Regions from separate parts of the Drosophila melanogaster genome. Here region 1 is linked to region 2. Evidence: chromatin contacts called from public HiChIP or PLAC-seq data. All regions are on one chromosome and are shown on one strand. The core of a region is the stretch at or near the end of the contact, and the rest is flanking DNA. Distances in the headings are between cores, read along the strand shown.

The links. HiChIP or PLAC-seq counts read pairs in DNA pulled down with a chosen protein or histone mark.
Region 1: a Psq HiChIP or PLAC-seq map of the Kc167 cell line shows a contact between it and region 2, with 6 times the contacts expected there. The contact joins the promoter of RhoL here to the promoter of ps in region 2. A contact is called at or near these places in 36 of 107 Hi-C or Micro-C datasets (the D17-c3 cell line, the Kc167 cell line, the ML-DmBG3-c2 cell line and 14 more) and 3 of 6 datasets of contacts at active chromatin or transcription factors (the Kc167 cell line and the S2 cell line).

Annotation. Positions count from the first base shown.
Region 1 is chr3R:9,499,481-9,504,532 of dm6, reverse strand. RhoL (Rho-like) reads left to right here and starts at 1,952. Exons shown (of 4, transcript NM_079568.3): 1 at 1,952-2,158.
Region 2 is chr3R:9,415,012-9,419,825 of dm6, reverse strand. ps (pasilla) reads right to left here and starts at 1,886. Exons shown (of 7, transcript NM_001202270.2): 1 at 1,826-1,886. alpha-Man-IIa (alpha-Mannosidase class II a) reads right to left here. Exons shown (of 5, transcript NM_079567.3): 3 at 4,631-4,814; 4 at 3,334-4,396; 5 at 2,562-3,237. The coding sequence ends at 3,088.

The DNA of each region.
Region 1 (5,052 bases), core at 703-3,202, 85 kb before region 2:
TATTTATTTATTAAAAAATGGTCTTTTAAATGGTTATCTTGAAAGATCCGAAAAAGAAAAATGAAATAATAATCTTTTAGCTATGACGTGAACCAAAGAAGCGGTAAAATACGGTCCGACTTGTTATACATATAAACAATCAATCAAAAGAAAGATTGATATCGGAGTTAATTTCTTTAAATTTTTCGGAAGCCTGTCCTTATCTTCCAGTGTGACGGCTGTTTTTTCCTCTTGCGTCCAATGAAGAATGAAGAATATCTTAATTAATCTACATATTTTGGGCATGCTTAAATTTCCATTTCTTAAGTCATGGAATCAGCAATATAAATTAGAGATCTTTTACGGGCTTTTTTCTTTGTTTTCTAATTTCTGGTGTTCATTTATTGTGTTTGTAACAATCTAACATCTGTTGAAAATTATAGCTTCCTAAAGCTTTTTGCCAAATTCTCGTTTAATCCTTGGCAACAGTTTGTCAGATGTAGGTTTCTTTTATTTATTTTAGGTTTCCAACTAAGGTGCAATGCCCCGCAGTTTCTGAACACTGCCACATGCGCATTTGATTGGGGATCACTCCTAGCCTTCCACGATTGTTATTGGATCTAGTTATATTTGTTTTTGTCACTTCAGTCCTCCCCCCCATGATTCGCTGTTCCAGGCCGCTTGCACGAGATAAGATATAAAATATGAGTGCTGTTCAGAAATAGCAACACTGCACTCCGCTCCCTTCGGTCCGGACAGACCGGAAACGGGAAATGGAGACACTCTGCAACATTATCTGGTCTCGCCCCTTGGCTATGCATAGTCGCCCTTTCTAGCCTGCGAATTTGATTCCTTACAGTATTTCACCCTGCGACCTTGGGAACAATTTGCATCCCAGCCACATTGAGTTACTCCTGTGAGTGCTCCTTAGTGCTCCGCCGCACCTGCTCATATCTTTTGGTACAATTCCCATTGTCAAGAGTCTTCCAGAAGTATCTTTGGTGTTTGCAGTAGTGGCACACATGTTGCTCATGTGTTCGCTTAAGTAGCTATCCCTAATTGGAAATGCTGCACATTCATATTTGTGTATTAATAATTTTCCGGCTCTTCTCTTTGCTGTGACCGCCCGACTTTTTGGGTCTGGGTCGAAGCCTTTGTCACTTGACCTTTATTCTTTGTACGGCAGTGACTTGCCCAGTGCAGTGGTAATTCTAATTAATGTAGTGCCCCATCAACGTGTCGGCTAATTGAACTCATGTACGCCAGTGCCACATACTCGCAGTAAACGCATTTTATTCGGTCTAACCCGCAAGGCGGTTCTTTGGCTTAATTACCCCTACATCGGACAGATATAAAGCCCAGTTTGGAGGCACGCACTTGCGGAATGTCGTTGATTAATGGCTTATGCCAGATACTCGGGTTGCAGGGCGGGATATTACGCAACAGGATTTGTAGCTCACAAGTAGCTTTAAAGTAGTATTTTGCGTTCTCAGTTAAGTAATTGCGTGAGTAGTTCAGTCTTAATAATTTGACGCACTTCGAAGTTTGATTCAAACGTTTTATTCGTAGTAGAAAATGCGTAAATAGAAGTAACTAATTTATCATTATGAACTTATTTATGGTGGTTTTTAATCATGGGCTTATTTATGTACTTATATGAGCATTGAGCTTCTGTATTCTAAAAATAAGCATTCAAACCAAAATGTTATCAACTTGAATACGAAACATTAAGTTGGAATTGCAGACATCACATCATTTACTCAAAAAGAAATGCAAAAATATTTATAGGGATTAGAAACCTGGAGCTGTAGTTCGCCAAATTCTTCTTATCCAAACCGAAACCTTTGATAAGGAAACATTGTGTGCCAAGTGCTAAGAGAGAGAGCTGCTCCACCGCGCTCTCTTCGTTCGCTCTTCGCGTATCTGCGAGCTACTCGAACTCTGCGAGCTAAACGAATCGGAATCGCCAAAGGTTCAGTTGTTCGACGACATCGCGTGCGATCGGTTGTTGCTATTCGTTTATCCGGTTTTATACTCTCGCCGCCGCCAGTTCGAGTAATCCACATCCACACTGCGATCAAGTCGCACGTCATCGCCAGCCAGACGTGTTGTTCGATTGATTATTGCAAATAGTACGCATACGGATAAAAGTACGGGCACACAAGTCCCGTATCTAAAAGTACGTCCAGTTCAAAGCGTCTACGCAACACTCGTATCCCACTAAGTTCATCCTCGCCAGCAGCTAGCTGGCCAAATGTCGAATCCAGCGCAGAATGAATTCAATAACACCCAATTGCGACGACCTTGCGATGGTGTGGGCGCTCAGTGGGTCTGCGATTGCACGAGCTGTTAAAATAACAACATTTATCTTTGGCTGTAAACACTATTAGCATAGATCTCACTCACTGGGAGAGTTATCTTCGTGATCGTTCCTCCTTTTTCACCATCACCTGAGTCACTTTGTATTGCGCTCACGTCACCGCACCCCCCCCCCCCCCCCACCAAACCTCCCCCGATCCGACCGCCCATCCGTCCACAGCTCTGGAATGCCAAGTTGTTTCGGTTTACGATCCCAACTCTCTTGCTCTCGCTTCCTCTTCCAGTCCCAATTCCAATTCCAATCGCTGTTGTGGGGCTCTCTTATTCTTCGGGGATCTTGGCAGGCGACTTGATTCTCCACCATAATGGGCTCGATACCATTTTTAGTTATCAAACAATTATATGGTTACACAGCCATTTAGAGGACGTCGCAGGAAACCGAGTACGTGAATCGCCTGTCGCCCCAATCCAATACAATCCATAATGTCGCTAATCAATTCATTGCGACCTATGGCACAATAAACACTCCGCATTAACCTCAATTAATTTACCTAATTGGCAGCGCGTGCCCTTGCAATCTGCCCGGATCCAATCTGATTCTGGGGATTCGATGGCTCCTCTGACCAGGTAACCATGGGTTTTCGCCATGGTTCCACATCCACTTATCGCCGTTGCTCTTTCAAGTCCAATTCCCTATGTACACCGCATTCACCGACATCTATCTTATCTAATCAGTTTATTAAATACAAAAACCCATGCGAGAAACCATAAAAATACATGCACATATACAGTTCGTATATTTTTCGCAACAAGAAGCAGAGTTGAATAAAAGTGTTTTTTTTTCGCTTTGGTGTAGAATAGAAATAGGTGTCTATATAGAAATGTACCTACCTATATAGACGATTTGGAGTACCAATTCGATCTGGTTTTGGGCGTACGATTAGTTATACTGCTGCTCCACTGCAAGTTCTAATAAAACGAAATTCTTAAGAAACTCAAGCCGAGTAATCTTAGTTATATAAAAGAATTACCTACATTCTACTGACGTCGCTTCACATTCGTTATTGCGGAATTATTTAATTAATTGCGTAGTCGGATGATCCATCTATACGTATAATTCACTTATTGACTAACTCCGCCTTTGTGTAACTGAGTTATTTGTGGACCGTCTGCTATATGGGAACGGGAATCCAACTGATGCATGCACCCATTTATTAAGGAGGCTGATAAGAGACGCCTCCAAGACGAGGTTTGAACTGGAGTGACCCAAGTGAATTGCACATGAATACGAGTAGCCATAGTGCAGATGTGTCGCTTTGAGACCTTTCCTCATCTTGGGAAATCATCGCCACCGAATCAATGCAAAGAAAGAGAGAGTGTGAAATGTGACAAGTCTTGTTCTTGGGACAAGATTCCGAGAACGACGAGTTCGTAACTTGATATGAAAAGTTTACAAGAGGCCAAGCCTGTAGATAACAATGAACTGGAATAAGTTGTTCACGGACTGCCGGGCATGTGCACTTCATGTTTCAAGGGAGTGCATTAAATGCACAGCAATTATGTTTAAATAATTTATTATGTGTATTAATTACGAGCCGCGCGCTCTCGCTCGATACAGTTTCATTTTCATCATCATCGGCCAGCGAGCTTGATAAAGAGTTTCCGCTGTTTTCCGAACTGATAGAAAGGCATAAGTTATGATGATGATGCGGCATTGTACAGGGTAGCAGGGGGGTATTGCCACCCACTTGGTGGCATGCCTGGAAAGTTTCGACCATTGCTCGCACACCTGTTTTTTAATCCACAAGTTTACATCGTGGAACTGAGGAAACTCATTCACGAGTTTGCTTCCTACGTGTTGCTTAATCAGCTGGTTGTATAAATAGAAGAATTCGGTAGCATTGGGACTTAATTATTTGCACATTTCTGTAGTCACTAAAACAGCACCCAAAGCTGTTTGTTTATAATAATTTAAAACGCGTCCAAAGAGGCCAAAACAAAAGTGTGCTGTTTATTTAGTTTCGTTGTTGCTCTCTGGCCAAATTTGTGTTTTTGTTCGCTTTATTTTTTTTTCGCCCATTTTTGCGCTAGTGGCTACCTAATGGTCAATTGTTCATTTGGATTTGTTTACTAATTTGGCAACAAAAGTAGAGAAAAAAAAGCACTGCTTCTATTTGGGGATTCTGCTGCCATTTTGCTGGAACGAACTCATCCGATTTAAATTTGGTAACGTCATTCATACAGAATTGGAATAAAATTTGTTCAGAAGCTTGATCGTTGGAATACATTTAAACTATTCAAGGCTTTAGGAAAAGTTTACAAAATCAATCAAAAAATGGCGAACCTAAAAAAGCGAATAGCACTTAACCCCAACTTGAAGCCACTCGCATCAATGATGGGGGGCTTAATTGTGTTGACCCCGGCATCAAAGTGCCCCAGTCAAAGTTCAGCATCTGTGGATCGCGTGCCAAGAAAGCGTTTTATGTTTATTACTCACGCATTTGCCGCGTCTTACAAGGCATTCCAGATATTGGTGAATTTTATACTAGCTTGAAATTGCAGTGTATTTGGTACTTTTCTTCACTTTTCACTGCTTATCTAAATGTTATCATCTACTTCTTGCGAACTGATAGGTTGGTTGGAAAGTGTATTTATTACTTGACTTCTAACACAACATTTTGTTTGCTAAATTCAATCATCCATATGAATAAGCTTTTGTACTTATAGGGGTGAACAATTAAATTATTATTTTAT
Region 2 (4,814 bases), core at 637-3,136:
GACGCGACAGTGGTTTTTGCTGTAGTTGTTGTTGTAGTGGATCCTGAATTTATTTTGGGACTTTTTACTTTTCGGGCTCAGCTGCTTCTGTTGTTGCTGTTGTTGCTCGCGGTTTAATTTAGAACAATTACACACACACACATATGTTACCGAAGCGAAGCGCAAAGTTTTTAATATATATTTTCAAAATATTTAGCGCCTGCTTACGCCTTCCCTTTTGCACTGCTTCATCCGCCTTTGCTTTTTACGTTTTTCCGTTCAGTTTTCGTGCGCGTCTTGTCTCAGCGTGCTTTTTTTGATTCTAACGACAACTTTGCGTTTGCTGCTAGCAGCTGAAAATTTAACATTTTTCCACTCTCTCCGCTCTCTGCGCTCCGCTCTGCTCTCTGGCGCTCTTTTGTATCTGTGTGCCACGTACACGTGCCCGTCCGATCACATTTCTATCTAACATTCGGACTCGGGAATGTGTGTGTGTGCGTGCGTGTTTTCTTTGTCCGCTTTGCATTTTATACATTGATTTTTAAATTCGAATGCGGGAAAACAGCTTCGCTCTCGCGCTCTGGACTTTTCTCACTCTCTCTCTCTCTCTCGTTTCGCTTATTAGGGCACTAGGTTTTTCATGCAAACGTTGGAAAATTGCTGCACGTTCCTGCACACAACCACACGCAAGTCAGCGACAACTTTTGCATTTCCTGCGCCAAAAACGCAAAGCTTGAAAAATAATATCGCCTTGAACGAATTGAACTTCTATCGCATATTTGCCATTCAAACTGTTTATGACATAATAATTGAGCAATGCCATATGTTGAAAAGAGCTCAAATCGGAAGATGGAGCGAGAAATAAAAGGCGACAGTCTTAGAACGAGAAAAACTCGTTGTTCGAAGCGAGCAAACGAAAAACATTTAAATAAATATATAAATTATGTATACGCGCTGTGTGCGTTGCGTTTTATCAGCGAATGAGAGGGACGGTGCGAGAGAGGGAGAGAGCTAAAGCTTCACACAGATACAAATTGGCGCACGCTGGTGTGCGTGAGCTGCTGCTTTGACACACTTTTATGTGACGTCGTTAATTTCGTTTTCTTTTTTTGGTGTTCTCGTTCTGGTTCTGCTGCTCTTTTCCACATTCTTTTATACCCTCCTCTTTCAAGGAGCTTTGCTTTTGAACATTTCATAGGGACGGGAAGAAGAAGACGAGTTGGAAATTCAAACACATGTTTGCCCGTTTTCTATTTTCCTTATCCAATCAGACGTTTGCGTTCCAGTTGGATTTTCGTTTTCAGGTGTTAATTGAATTTGTATTTCAATTTCTGTTACCTCCGCCTCCTCCTTCTTCACCACCATCTCTTCCACTTCTTCTACCAGTATTTATGTAACCAGCATGAGCGAGCGAGAGAGAGATGGAGAGAGAGCACATGCCAGGGCATAGATACTTTTTTTTGGCATTGAAACAAAACGTAGTTCACAAAAAGCACACGCAAACCAGCACACGACACGCGCACACAGATACACGCCACGAAAAAAAGAACTTAGAACAAGAACAACTCAAGAACCCAGCTTAGACACACACACACACACACTCACGCACACATTCGTACTTGATTTAATTAAATTAAATTCCAGTCCGCCTCAAAAAACAACAACAACAAGAACTAGAGCTGCAGATACTCTGCGATTTAAGCGACACTGTGTGTTTTATTATTCGTTTTAGTTGGATTTTATTCCTCGTAATTGTTTTGAACCACTTTTGTTTAGATGCCTTGTTTTTGTTGCAGAACTTGACAAGCAAACACACAGGCAGCCACAAACATATAAACAAACTCACTGGCGACCACGATGATCTGAATCTGACGCTCTGACTCTGTGACTGAATCCAACTGAACTGAAATGCGGATTCCAAACTTGAAAACAGCGAGCTGACTGAGATTTTTGTTTCTGTATAGAAAAATTCCGATGGTCGTCGTTGAAGAGAGCGCGAGAGCGTATCTTACAGATACAAATACGAATTCGGATTCCGATTCGGATTCGGTTTTGCTTTCGTTGCTCGTTTCGGATTTTGAAGAGAGCGAACTGCGCAGCGATTCGCTCTCTATCCAAAACAACCACTTTACACTCAATCCGGATTTCCATTTCCATTGTGCATTTTCCAATTCCGCGCTCTTAGTATCTCTATCTCTGTAGGTCATTCTGGCAATAATAGTACCCCGCACTGGAGCTGATAAGATTGCATTCTGTTTTTCATCCACTAAAACTATAACTCATGATTATGGCTTTAATTAGTCGTCTCAAAAGCTCGTTTCATAATCCACATAAATTCAAAACTTAATAATGCAAAGATCAACTGTTTACTAACATTCATTACTTACAATATTAAAAAAAAAATTAAATGTAATGTTAAAAATTAAATTAAAATGTATTTATTTTAGTTTACTGAGAAAAATTAAATATTCATAGAAAGTGCATTCATAACTTACCAACAACACGATTCTAACTAAAGCCTAAATGACGATTTTGAATAGTAATACAAATCCTTTCCTTTTTCGAATAAAAACAGTCGTTATGTTTTTAGTTTAGAATAGCACGTAAAAGTCGATTCTAAATGAGACTCAATTTTATTCAATTTGTAAAAAACAAACGTCGAGATTAATATCATTGCAGTTGCGTCATTATCACTAAGCCTACTTTACAGTTAAACGTTAGTTATAGTTACGATTCATTGTTATAGGCAATAACCCCATTGGGGATATCGAGTACAGACATGTATTGCTTGCTGTGGGACTGGATGGATATCACAAAAAAACGTAAAAAACTAGGGGAAACAGAGTAAAACGTGTAGTTACACGGGGGTGCGAAAAATACACCGCTGCGTCATAGGATTGAATTTCCAAACCCTCGTGTGGAAGCTTGAATAAATAAATGATACGTAGTATGGATTACGCATTACGTCTTTCGGTGCAGTCAGTGCTTAAGTCGAACATTAAACGAAGATTGCCTGTATTGCAGTGGATTAGCGTCCGAGATTCATAGGTTGTGAGATGGTCGCTTGGCTTCAGTTTCTGCTTTATCCTTTGCCATAACACGTTGCGATCAGCTTGAGTGACTGCTCACATAAGCGGCGGTTTCCATGGGGCACACTTCCGGCGCCACCATGCCATCCAAGTGCTCCAAATTCTGCAGGAAAGTCAGCGTCGTGCGCTCGCATCTCGCCACATTCGGCAGTAGGTGGCACACATCCAGCTGACGAACGAACAATTAGTCAAACAATATTGTTAATTATAAATAAATACCATTTCCACTTTCTTTGATATTAATATAATAAACTTCTAAGCTCACCTTCTGTGTATGCTCCTCTGGAGTGCCGCATTGCATCAGATTGGTGCGGTGCAGAACGTAGCCTACTCGCTGGGTTTTGGCCGAGCTCTTGGTTAAGCGTCTCATCACCGACACATCGAGATCCTCACGAGCCGAAGGATGATCGCCACCAAATTGCCCCTGTGCCCCGATCCACTCATTTTCAGCGAATATAAACTTGTCCAGTGGATCCAGCAGTGACTGCGATGCTTTGTGAGCGGCACTTGTCAAATAGCCGGCAGGATGAAGCTCTGACGGTCGGACACAGTTGTTAACCTTCTCCAGCACCAGCCGATAAATATGCAGCACCGGCTTGTTGTCCAAAACACCCTGTCCCAGGCCGCGTTCATCATCGCTGGCCAGGCGACGATCTTGCATAATCTCTAGCTCGCCCGAGGCCAGAGAAGATCCACCCAGCGGTTGACCCGTGAGGAGAGTGAGTCGCGTATTGGCATCCTCAATGAACATACCAGAAGGTATGGGATAATAGTTGGCCTGCAAAGGTAATTTGTCCAAACGCCGCCTCTTGATAAATTGCAATCCATTGAGATCCGTGTAGAAGATATCGCCGCTGTCGATATGCGTCTCCAAGCGCATCACGATCTCCGTGTTGTCCAGTGAGCCTATATCCACCAGATTGCGAATCTCAGGTGCACCACCGCGCATTATCGTCTGGTGCACCACGCTCGGAAGTCCCACGCTCACGGACGACTCCAGTTTGCCCTTAGTCACCAGGACCACTGGCTGGCCAAGCTCGACTGGCGAAGCTGGTCCATTGGGCAGGAACAGATAGGCACCGGATCTATCGCCATGCGATCGAACGCCATACTTGAGGAACTTGAAGTGCACCGGTACATGTGGGCTATCCTGAGTAAGCTGAATGGACTTAAGGAGACCCTGCTCCGAAAAGGCCAAGGTGGGTCCGTTACCAACCCGCAATGAGATCTCTCGAGGATCGCCAAACTTCACATCCTCCGGATATTGGCCCAATGGTAACGAAGTCGGGTTTTTACGGAGCAAGAGATTCGATGCATACGAGGTGTGCCTGTAAGTAACATTGAAATGCTTATTGAAAAAGTATAAATAAATAGTATAAATAGAAGACAATTACGGCATCTGGTTAATGAAATATTAATATCAATAAATAAAACCTGCACTCTATAATGGTTTAAGGAAACGGCATAGCGAAACGTGTTACGAAAATGTACAATTAATACAGAAAGTACGGAAAGGATTCTTGTTCCTTTGATAAATGGGTAATCTTTAACTGGCTACTCACTCTGGCTTGGAATCGGAGATGGTTAAAACGTAGGTGGCCAAGCCCATGGGCGGCACCCGAGCCTTGAAGATGATGCGGTACTTGGTGGTGGAGCCTTGTGGGTGGATAGTCTTTGTGAGTGTGTCGTGGTGCCAGCTCCACACCGGGGACACCTGAGCCTCCACCGGATTGTTTGCCAAGTCGG